2 separate regions of the Mus musculus genome follow, and region 2 is linked to region 1. The links are chromatin contacts, called in public ChIA-PET maps. All regions are on one chromosome and are shown on one strand. Each heading gives the region's core, a stretch centred on a gene start, on an enhancer-like site or on the middle of the called end of the contact. The rest is flanking DNA. Distances are from core to core; before and after follow the strand shown.

What was found. ChIA-PET counts read pairs in DNA pulled down with a chosen protein or histone mark.
Region 2: an REV-ERBa ChIA-PET map of liver shows a contact between it and region 1, with 13 times the contacts expected there. The contact joins two enhancer-like sites. A contact is called at or near these places in 5 of 484 Hi-C or Micro-C datasets (the C2C12 cell line, bone marrow-derived macrophages, embryonic fibroblasts and 2 more) and 2 of 115 datasets of contacts at active chromatin or transcription factors (the NIH/3T3 cell line and liver).

The regions. Positions count from the first base shown.
Region 1 is chr6:117,297,264-117,303,341 of GRCm38.p6, reverse strand. No RefSeq gene overlaps it. Among named protein-coding and RNA genes, the nearest start is that of Cxcl12, 130 kb to the right of the region's middle. Within about 2 kb of position 3,206, at least 15 of the 459 cell types and tissues checked have an H3K27ac peak or open chromatin away from gene starts, as enhancers often do. A contact at or near this core is called in liver, where this site is marked.
Region 2 is chr6:117,609,219-117,615,296 of GRCm38.p6, reverse strand. No RefSeq gene overlaps it. Among named protein-coding and RNA genes, the nearest start is that of Gm9946, 53 kb to the right of the region's middle. Within about 2 kb of position 3,181, at least 27 of the 459 cell types and tissues checked have an H3K27ac peak or open chromatin away from gene starts, as enhancers often do. A contact at or near this core is called in liver, where this site is marked.

The sequences.
Region 1 (6,078 bases), core at 1,957-4,456:
ATCCCAACCTTCACAGAAGTGAGTGTGTAAAAAGCTAGACATAGAGCTTCTGTGAGATTCAGTGTGTCATGGCGGCATCAACGGTACTGCAGTACTTCATAATGGTTAAGCTATGGACCCAACCCAGCTGCCTAGCAACTGAGGAGTGGAGAAGGGATATGTGGTATATACACAGTGGAATGGTTTCCAGCCCTGAAGAGGAATGGAGGTACATCATTTTCAGGCAAATGGATGCAACTGGAGACAACCATACTAAGCTAAGCTAATTAAGCCATTCTAAGAAAGATGACTCTTGTATGCTTGCTCTCAGCTGTGGTTCTTACAGAAGAGTAAAAGTGAAACTGTTTGAGGAGACAGAAGAGGCTAACATGAGAGGAGAGAAAGGGGAGGGAAGGGGTGTGGAGGGACTGTGTTCAATAAACATTCTATGAAAAATCTAAAAAGAAATTAAAGTTTAAGACTAAGATGAAATGGAGCAAAACATGACTGACAACTGACCTCCACAGAAGTAAAAGATGGCTTAAAATTGGAAGTGATACTATAAGGAGCTGAGGGAAAAATGTCTGTGTAGAAGTTTACAGCTATCAGAAATAGATTCAAAATCGAAATATACTTCAAAACTTAAAAGCCAAATACAAGTCTTTCTATTCAAAACTCTGAAAGAATTCATCATTACCAGACTTGCATTAAGAAATAATTATCAACAGTAGAGGTGAAACTATCTCATAGGGGAAGAATATAAATAGAAGAGGGTAATGAAATAGAAAATACAGATTTATGATTAGATAAAAGTGAAAATGTAAAATGAAACTGTAAAGCAATGAAATCAAATAGTTGTTTATGAGCGAAATAAACACAAGTTAAAGTGCTGGCAAATACATAAAATTTATCCTTGGTATGTGAGTCAGAGCTTTGTATGTTTCAGTCTCTATGGAAACCACTAAAAATAGTGAAAAACTGTATTATGAAAAAGGTAATAGAAGAAAAACTGAATGATTTAAATTAAACTAAAATAAGGCATGGAAATAGGAAAATTTAAGCATATATTATTCATAAAAAATAGAAAAATAACAATAGTGAATGTTAAGTGAATTGTCTAGTCTACTTAAAACAACACTTGACATATTAAAAAAAAGAAACCTATGTACTGAAAATTTGGAGTGTACCATATGGAGTTTAAATATATCTCAATCATAAGTTTATGCAATATATATTCCATCAGTTCTATATGGGCTAAAGATTTAACTGAAACACCATAGTTTGTAGAAAATAATTAAATTTATTTTATCATAAAAATGAATTAGGAAGCATGTCCTTACCAGTATGCAAAAATTACTTTCCCTTGTGAATTTAATTGACTAGACACTCATGACTTTCACATTTGCAAACATTATATTTTTCAATGTAATGTAGAAATAGAGGAAATAAGGAGGTAAGGCATTTCATTCTAAATGGGCAAACTGTCTCCACACAGGCACTACAGCCAGAGAGCACAAGCAAAGGGTCGATGGTAAGCACCTTTGGGAACAGGACGGTAACCCAGGGAATGAGTGTTTGGTCTTCTAAGTCTCAGCCTTGAGACTTGTCATCTACTGTTCTAGTTGGTGGAGAAGCCAAGCAGTTACCTTTTCTTGTCTTAGCAATATCCTAGGCTTTCTGCCTAATTCCTGCTTTTCTTATTGCTTTTCAGTTAGGAGAAGAAGGGCAGTGTCTCCCCTTCGGAAGTGCCGTCACTTGCTACAGCACTTCAGTGCCCACCAACAAAGTGACAACCCTAAGAACACAGTGAAGTTAGGTTGCAATTACTCTTTCTGAAGAGGTGGCTCAGTGGTTAAAACCTGATGAAGTTAGGTTCCAATGAATCTTTCCAGGAGTCTGACATCTCAGTGGTTAAAAGCACACACTGCTCTCTCAGAGGACCCAGGTTTTGGCTCCCAGCATCCACATCAGGTGCCTCACAAGTTACTCTAGTTGAGAGGAACTGAGGCCCTCTTGTGTCTGTAAGCATCAGCTCGAACATGGTAAACATAAATTCAAGCAAATGCACACACATAGACAAATAAAAGATAAAAACACGAATTAGAGTAAAAATGGAATTAGAAATCCTACTAGTAACCTCCTCTGAGTGTGGAAAGATGCAAGAAGGAAGGCTAAAGGGAGAGGCGGTTTAGTGGGAACACAGATGCAGTTGGAAATGATTCGTAGTAGAGGTAGTATGGTTGGCATTTGATTAGATAGATAGATAGATAGATAGATAGATAGATAGATAGATAGATAGATAGATAGATAGACAGGCATGGTGGCTTTCCAACACAAAGAACTGGTGAATGGTTTAGGAGCATTTTTTTGGTCAGCCAACTAAACTGACATAGCAGAAAACTGCCTTCTAAATACCCAAGCCCATGGCCCTCAATTAAAGCTGTCCCAGACTTAATTAGTGCATCCTCTTCTAACTCTGAACAGAAGTGATTGCAGGAGCTCATGGCCTCCCAAGATGCAGAAAATATGGACTGTAGTGGGCCCTAAGCAAGTCACTTGTACCCCCCTTCTAAGGCTCAGGGAACTCTGTGGAAGAGGGTCAGGAAGTGCGGAAGGGCTTGACAGCAGGCTGCTACAACTATTGTATTCCTTAACTCACTCAGTGTAGTTACCTACTCTGGGCCCATGCAAGACTGTCCCTATCAATAGTCAGCCAAGGAGGGGGAGAGGCTCCTGAGTCTTGAAACTATCAGCTAACTATAGATTCTTGGAAAGGGAGAAATCACTGTGGACCTGCTGCTGAGCTGACCAGACTCCAACAGATAGCTCAAAACGCACAGTCACACAGATGGTTCTGGTTAATCTTGGTGGGTCACAAAATCAAATAGATATGAACATGAGTGAGAGATTTGTGAGCAGCGGTGAGTGTGAACAGGGGGATGGGATGTGAAGGAGTGTAGTGTATGTAATTTTGTAAAATCAGTAACAATAATAGTTGTTTTTTTTTAAAAAAAAAGAAGGAGGAGAAGGAGGACCAGTTATCTAGGCTTTTCCCTTGGGCACCTCCCTCCCCTTCTGCTTGTATATCTGTGGTTCTTAGACGCCTGCTCTAGAGAGAGCTAAACTCCCAAGCAGAGATTTACCATCACCTTAAAGGGAACCCGTGGCCCTGCTAGGACGGTTACTAATGATGTTAAGGGCCAAGGTCCCTCCCACAGAGCACAAGGCAACACTCAGAGCTGGCATCAATAAATACAGGGATTTAAAACACATGGTGGATGGGGTCAAGGCTACATCTTCATCCCAGCCAGAAACATTGCATAATGCTTTTCCAGCATTTGCGCTGACTCTGAAAAGTTACTGGCCAAGAGTGTCTGCTGTGCTGGTGGTCAGTGCTTGTCACCTTCAGGTTCTCAATGCCATAGGGCTCTAAGACAAACACAGCTTCACTGATGAGCTCCCAGGGATGGGTGGGAAAGGCCTGAGTCCCCAGAGAGCTCTGTTCACCTCACCCACATGGGTTCCACAAGGAATCCACTCTGACATTCTCACTAAAGCATCTCAGTCTAGATTCCTAACATCTGCCCAGCTGTGTGGTCACCATGACCTCTGGATGCCAGCCAGATGGGAAAGTGAAAGGCTACGTGACCTTAAGATAAACAAAGCAAGATGGAGGTAATAGCAAAATGAGGGCAAATATTTACCATAAGAGCTGCAGTTGAACTTTGCTCTTGGGTGGAGGTCCAAGTTTGCTAGCACAACCTGACCTTAGCAACCTTGCCCTCAGCTCCGTTTTGAGATTACTTGTGTTGCACAGGTTTCCCACCAGCTCATTCCGAATCAACAAGTGTTCTTGTAACCTCGGAGCTTGCTAGTTGGGGCTCCTCTATAGGAAGCCCAAGTGTTTACCTCGGGTAAGTTGGTAATAATTTTGCCTTTTCTGGTTTGGACAGAATCCATTTAGATGCTTTAGCTTTGATACTCATAATTTAGAAGGATGTGGCCAATGAGAATGGGTCAAGGACATTATAAACCTTGAGAGGCTCACACTATGAGCTGATACGCAGTACAGCCCATCTCTATGGCCACCATGTCTTGATTCATGCAACATGGAGCTCTAAGAACTATCATTAGAAAGGAAGGGGAGGGGAGAAGGAGATGGGGAGACACAAGGGGACAAGACAAAACCAGGGGGTGGTTGGTGGGGAAGGAGACAGACAGGCTGGAAGGCTAGAGAATTCAAAAGAGGAAAAGGAGGAGGAAGAGGAGAAGGAGGAGGAGTGCTTGTGAGATGGTAACCATTTCTCATGGATTATCATTTGTGATCACCCAGTCTTAAAAGTGAACAGTACTTTCCATATTTTCAAAGGGAAGAAAAACTCCATTTGGAGTTTTGAGTTTGGAGGGATTTGATAACTTCTCCCAAGGTGGTGCATCCGTGAATAGTGGGGCTGAGCTGGGCCCAGCAGGACAGCAGGACTCCAGAATCATATGCAATCCACGTGATTTTCCTATTGTCTGATTATGCAGGGTACCATAGTGAACAAATAGTTAATAATATGTAGACACCTTTAACTTATCGTCTATACCGAAAAGAGGAAGACTCAGTACTCAGAACCCTCAGCCAATAGGATTTTTTGTTCACTAGTTTTACTTTTGTTGTTGTTGTTGTAAACTTTCAGGATAGTATATAAGGCTACAAAAGAACACAGAATGTCCTTGCCAGAGGGAACAGTGGAGGAAGGAGAAACATGACCACACAATCCATGATTCTGGATATAAAAGTTAGAACTGGTGGAATAGGTATGTGAGAGGCTGAGGCAGGAGAGTCACAGATTGGCCAGCTTGGGCTACATAAGGAGTTCAAAGCCAGCCTACTTTGTGTAATTCTATCTAAAAAATAAAGAGGAAGGATTGGGATGTAGTTCCCTGCTTGCCTAACAAGCCTCGAGACCCTGAATTCACCCTGATCACTGGGGAGAAAAGATGACTTGAAACACATCTGAACAAAGATGACCAGGTAACCCAGTGTGGCCACCAAACACAGCCAGGCTAGCATGGTTCACTGCCATCCTAAGGAAGAATTAGAACCCTGGTGGACTTTTTTAGTTTTACTTTTATCTTCTGAATGGTTTACCTTTTGATGGGCTGTTTACAGAGGGAAGGGCAAAGTATTCGGTTTATAACTCGTTGGCCATCTATGTATTTATATAGCTGGAAGGCAGGCACCAATCCTGTGAGACTGGTCATGTTTACAGTGGGGTGAAAAGTCCAGGGCTGAGACCTTGGCTTCTGCCCTGAATCCTAGGGAGCAACAGGCTAAATCAGTGAACCTGGAAATCAGTGAACCTGGAGAGGGAAAGCCTGGGGGTACAGTGGAGAGGAGCAGGATGGGCAGGGAGGGTATAGAGGGTGTATGTTGTGTTGATGTGGCATTTAGGACAATTGGAATCACTGTGTAGAGGGCTGCTTGGACCATGAGGTAGGCCAAGTGAACAGCAAACAACCTTAGTAATGGGTGCCGATGAAGCTGTGATGGGTGAAGACTGACCCAAAGAAGAGAATGATGAAATAAGATAGGAACCTGTAGTTGGCCAACTACGGAGAGAAGCAGCCTTGAGGATGGAAGTAAAGTTAGACATCTATGGTGCTGAAGAGAGAGATGCCAGTGGATGCCAGCTACTTATTTCCTATCAGTTTCCTATAGGAACTAGTTTCTCTTTCTTCATCCTTGTTCCTGAGTAAGGCCTATTAGAGTCTCAGTGAGACATTCTGACCTGGAGTAGATCTGAAAAATATCCCAGGAGCCTCCATAAGGCCCACATACAAATGCTGCTATGCCATCTCAATTTCTTGTAGCCCAAGCAGGAAGGCTATTCCTCTTAAACAGAGGCTCTGAGAGGGCCCCAGACCTCAGATTTCTGTTTCCTCTCCAAGTTCCCCCAAGGCCATCAGCTCTGATTTTCTGAGTGGCCAAGGTCACTTTTCTTTTGGGAAAATTGAATAGGAAGAACAAAACAAAACAACGGGCAAAGGGCCCATTGAGATTCTCAGATACATGAATGGCAGCAATTGCTAGGTGGCCATCTGTTTGGGACA
Region 2 (6,078 bases), core at 1,932-4,431, 310 kb before region 1:
ATCCTTAAGTGTTGATGCCAAAACAGCTCAACAGGAAAGAGTTTATTCTAGAATCCAATACCAGTCACCATGTCTTATGATCACAAAATCAGCTTATCCCAAAGACCATGCTCCAACGTGGGAACACTTTCATGAATATTTTAATAGTAACAGAACGGAATATTTAAATAGTAATAGTAACAGAAAGTAATAAACCAAGGCCCTATGTAAGTACACTGGTGGGAACATTAAGCAAACAGGTTGCAGAAAACTGGGGAAATCACTGACCACAGTCATTGAAGCTTTAATCAGTCATTCAGTCTTGTGGATTGTTTAACACAGGTGTGGCCCCACCTACAGACACGCCAAGTAACACAACCAAGGTGAATATCCAGAAATATAGCTGAACTTAAATTTAAGATCATACAGCATACACACACATCACACAGAAAATGAAATATTAAACGCCTGTTGTAGAAGTAAATATTAGAGTATAAGACAGGAATGAGAAGTTACAGATACCATTGGAAGGGGCTGACTGGGTAGAATCTTCAGGAATGGTTGGCCTCTCCCCAGCTTTATAGAGACCAGTTTAGCCTATGGCCAGTGATGGACCCGGCCCGAGGTACAGACACCGGTGTGATCTGAAGAGTGTGTGAACAAGTTAGCCCTGTCCTTCCCCTCTCAGGACCTCAACAGAAATGAGTGGAAAGGATTCCAGATCTCAAGCTGGAGCCAGCGTGCCAGTGTGAAATGACAGCTGTTCAGAGCCAGGGCTCTATGGCCAGCAGAGCCAGGTGCCGGCTGGGGGACAGAGGGTAGCAACCCCTTAGTGTGTCCACAGCAGATTAGAGAAGGAACCTGGAAGTACCATGTGGAGACGTTAGATGAAATGGGTTAATGTAGCAGAAAGTTCTGGTTAAACTCCTGGCTCTCGGTAGTTTATATATAAATTCCTAACATATATAGTATCTGTTTGTTTGTGTCTTTGGCTAGACTGTACAGCAGATGACTTAAGACCAGGCAGCAAATTTGAGGTGGAGCCATGGTTATCACAACGGGCTGCCCGGACCACAAAGCTGATTTATTTCAATCATAACAGCAGCAAATTCCTGTTATTGTAATGAATCACAGCGGGTAAGCACACAGATGCAGGGGATGGGATCACGGGGCTGGCTGACTTTGCAGCTAGGGTAACTCAAAGCAGACTTGTAGTATCCTAATGATGCGATTTCTGTGGCAACCAAACCTGCAGCCCGCTCGCACCAAACAGGCCGTAATGAAATCTAGTATTTTTTATGGAATATTTTCCCTAAATGATAAGGATTGCATATGGTTCTTTTCCCATTGTGCAGCCGTTCAGTCCAAAGCAAACATTTGAGAGATTTTTAACTGAGGTTGGCAAGCTCAAACTTGTTTCAGCTTAAGAATATCCAGGCCATCTGCTGCAAACTCCCCAATAGAAAACACACTGAGCCTGGACTGCTCAAACTAATTTAATCATGAGATACCATTTCCTGGATTCGAAGGGGAACATTTCTATTTGCCCACTAGGGCTTTTTTTGGGGGGGGGAAAGGACTATATATTTGCAGTATGGTATGTTAGTCACTTGGAATTTCAAAGAAAAAAATAGAGTAGGGGTTCTGGAAAACAAACGTTGAAGAGGTCATCGCTTCAATTCTTTGCAGATGATTTTAATAGAAGAGTTTTCAGTACAATGTTACAACAGATGTGACAAGAATTGAGAGACAGGGCCATCATTTTGTAGGAAGCTAATTGATTTGTGCTGCTTGTACTTTGTTTTTGGACATATTTAACAAATAAGTACTTTTCTTCCCTTTTTTTGGATAATTTTTATATTTTTACGTGCATCGGTGTTTTGCCTGCATGTATGTCTGTGTGAGGGTGTCAGATTCCCTGGAAAAGGAGTTACAGATAGTTGTGAGTTGCTATGTGGGTGCTGGAAATTGAACCCGGATCCTCTGGAAGAACAGTCAGGAAAGACTCTCAACTTCTGAGCCATCTCTCCAGCCCCAAGGAAGCACTTTTCTGTACCGTGATAGTAAATCTCTGAATTTGGCCATGAGATGGTAGAGAGTTAGGTTCCAAATCAGCAGGCACACAGACCACTCGCTCACTCACAAGTGCTGTGCACACACCCTAGCCCTAACACCTCCCCCACCCCACAATCTTTTGCACAACTATTAGCTAGTAGTTCTAGAAGTGTGTTCAGAGACAGCCTCATTCGCTGGCACAGGCGACTGTGCCTTATCACAAGATGGCTGTAGGGAAGAACGAGGGTTTTAAAAACATAACCTGGGCTCACATTCTAAAGAACTTTGTGCCATAGTTACGTATGCCTGCAAATTTAATGAGTATGAATTTAATGCTGTTAGTTTTTTTTACTTATAAATCCACACATATATTAAGATCAGATGTGTACATTAACTAACAATGAGCATACACAAAAGCCAAACCAAACCTAAAAAAAAAAACCAACAACAAAAAAACCCAACAACAACAAAACCAAAACAAAACCAAACCAACCAACCAACCAAACAACAAAAAAACCAAAACCCAAACCAGGCGTCTGAGTTGGGCATTTAGGAAATCGTCCGTACTGTGTTAGGTATTAATTAACCTGAAGGAAGGCTCCAGGGAGCAGCTGACATGGACCCTGCTCTTTGGCCTTGATCCCAGATGCAGCCCAGCTCTCTAGGTCCAGTGCCTTCTTCATCATGTGCTCACAGTGCTCACCGATCTTCTGATGTAGCTTCCACCCCCTCCCCAGCTCTCCGGCAGACGCAAACCACCCTCAGAACTCCACCCGGGACATCACCCAGAAGGTTTTCTCTGTTGCTGTCGCTTTCATTTTCTTCTTTGGTCTGCCTTTTATGTCAGTATCTGGTTTCTAAGTGTAAGAAAGAAAGGAGGGCGTGGAGATTTCAGTTCCCAGCATGGATGGCAGCAATAGTATCTCCTCTTCTGGTGCTCATCAGTGCCTCCTGTTTCTAGGAAACTGCAGCATTTCGGTTTGATTTGAATCTGGATGAAGTCGAAGCGTCCCCTCTAAGTTCAGCATGGGGACTGGTTCGCAGACGCAATCATTTCAGTTATCATCAGTTCTCAACAGGTTTCATGCAGGTGCTCCTGGCTTTATCAGATTGGCTGCGGAGGTTGGGAGTTCTGTGCTCTAGGACCCAGAACTTGGGCAAACTGGCCTTCTGCGTAGACTCTGTGCCCCAGGCTAATATAGACAGGCGTGAACTGAGCCACAGACTGCTCAGCTCATGAGCTCTGAATTTTCTCTCCACAAGGTAAATCCTATAGCAAACCTGGGTCTGAGAACATCGATCTTCTGGAAAAATCTAAGAATTCATCTTAGAACACCTGGCATGTGAGGCACTTGCCATTGGGGATTAAAAATTAGTGTTTGGACCAAAGGTGTTGACCACCATGTAGATTAAGATTTGGAGACTTAGAAGCTGTGGCATGACTGATGAAAACCAAGTTTTAAACAATGATTTTAGTATTACCTATCTGGCAAATCAGGTTTCTAACAAGTTGCTTTTTACACATTAGCCCAAACAAAGGTCTATGTCTCTTCCAGTTTCCTGGAAGCTACAGACTGAAGGTGCAAAGTTTCCATTTATAGAACAGGAAGGAAGTCGAATTATGATTGCATAGGGCCAGCGTCAGGATTCAAGCCTTCTGCTGGCACGGGCAGCTCACAGTCCTCAGTGGCGACTGGCTCCTCCATGAGGAAGATCTGCCTTTACTCTTACTCTAGATGACGCACAAACCCACGCCAGAAGGACCGTGCACAGTGTGACTCTGCAGCCTGTACTGCAGATGTGTAGAGAACACGAACCACACAACACAGCAGGGATGCGGAACTGTGCCCTTGAGTTATCACCCACAGGAGACTAAGGGGTGTTCTTTTACGTGCTCACCTTGTCAAGGTGTGGGAGCCTTGGCATCTTTTTCAACATGTGATGATTCTATTCCAAGTGATCAGCTCTTTTGTTTCTTCCCTTCTACTCATTGACTTCCGGGTAGTTTTCCTTGTTCTTCTTGGGTCTCTCTGCTTGGGTGCCTCTTGCCCACTTTTGGGGGAGGGGGTTATTATTCTCTCTCATCAATTTATAAAATTACAAACTTAATGATAATGTTAGTATTTTTATGCTATGTATTTTTATAAGCACTTCCCTACTCATTATATGCGTTTAAATATCTTACATTCTACAACGTATAACTCTTCTCAAACTGTGTATTCTTCTCACGGGGTCATCTTCCTTTTGGATTTCCTGGGATGTGCCTGGGAAGCTTGTGAGAACTCCTAAATCATGCACTCTGTCTCTTGTAATAGAAAAGCTTTCAGGGGACATGTTTGACTGCATCTAAGTCAAGTGGGGCTGTTGCTTTTATTGTTAAAGGTTTGACTCCCAGACGCTGTTTGTTCTTTTAGCCAGCTCGGTGGGAACTGTTAAATATACAGAGCAGACCAAAGAGCAAGTGCAACCTCTTGTCTGTCTCCCAGCTTCAGCGATTATCAGCACTTTGGCCGTTCTGACTTCATCTAGTCCTTATTTTCCTCTGAAGTATTTTGAAATTCTAGACACCATATTTTCCCCATAATCCATCATTATGGGTTGCATACAGAAGAGGATTTAAATTGCCCCATCGTATTATTTTCACACCCGATACAGCAACCATTAACACCGAACAGACATATCCCATTGAAAGCGTTCTTTTGTGGGTGAAAGACAGGATGTAGACAGGGTCTTTATTATGCGTTTACTCGGGGAAACTGGGTTATGCAGCCTTGTCCTGTAGGGACATTTAGCTGACTGATCTCTTCTTGAAGTGTTTTTATCTTCCATACTTCCTGAAAACTGGTAGTCATATCTAAGGCTTGATTAAATTCAGGTTCTTTTTCTGGCAAGAGCATGTTATATCTCTGCTAGGCACTTCCTGTTACATTACGCTGGGAAGCAATAGTGTCTGGCCCTGTCTCTTTTAATGCTGATAAGACTGATGAGTGAGTAGACTTGGACCCGGCACCCTTGCGTTTCACTCGGTGCTCTCCCCTGGGATTCAGAGCTTGGTGGTCAGAAGCCCTGGGTGGGAGTCCAGTGTGGGCTCAGTGCCTTTTGTGGCGTGCTTGGGCTGTGCTGCTTTTAGGCTGACTGATCTGCTCTGTGTGTGGGACATCTGGGATGGGAGTAGGGAAAGCAGGCATTGGTACAGCTTGGAAGAGTAGTAGCTGTGATTGACTGGTATGGGTTTCAAGCAGATGGAATTTGTTTCCATGACCTTCTAGGTCTGCCCAAGTCTGGTGTTTTAGGGTGAGTGATCACAGAGCCCTCTCTTGGGCTAGTAGGTATATGAAGGCCGAGTGTGTGGGTAGAAGTGCTCATCATCTCATTTAATAGCTCAAGAGACATGACAACTCTGCCAGCTTTGGGTCCTGTGGGCAGAGCCGAGAGCTCAGCAAATTCCCATTCACTTTTTAAGTCCTGGTTCATTATAGCTTGCCAAGTGTGTCGCTAAGATGAAGATGGATTATAATGACTACATTTTGGTAATTCACTTACTTTGCTGAAGTCAGTGCTCAATTGTATTACAGCTGAGACCCCATCTGGTTCCAATCAGTGGTGAAGGGAGATCCATGTCTGGACAGAGGGCTGGGTCTGAGTCTGTGTGGGGAAGCTGCCCGGATTGCTGCAGCTGAACAATTACCAGCCGAGAGCAGAGAGTGGGCGTGCAGACCACCAGGTTGGCCTGCTCAGGTCCAAGTCAGCTCACATCCTTCAGTACTCCTACTATGTGCCAGGCATGGCCCAAGGTACTGGGATGGAGATGGGGAGCCGGGCAATGGTTCCTGCTCCCCTGTGACTGCAGAACACTTAAGCTGAGGGTGGGGTAGGACAGGGGGCAGACAGCCATCCAGTAATTGATATGATTCACAAATTATAGAGCAAACCTGAAAGCGATACAAACCATGGCAAGGGAAATACAGAGCAGATGAGGATGATGTAGGGTTCTTGTGTAGGATTTGGGTGCAATGGAGGATGGTCAGGATAGGGAGGCCAGCA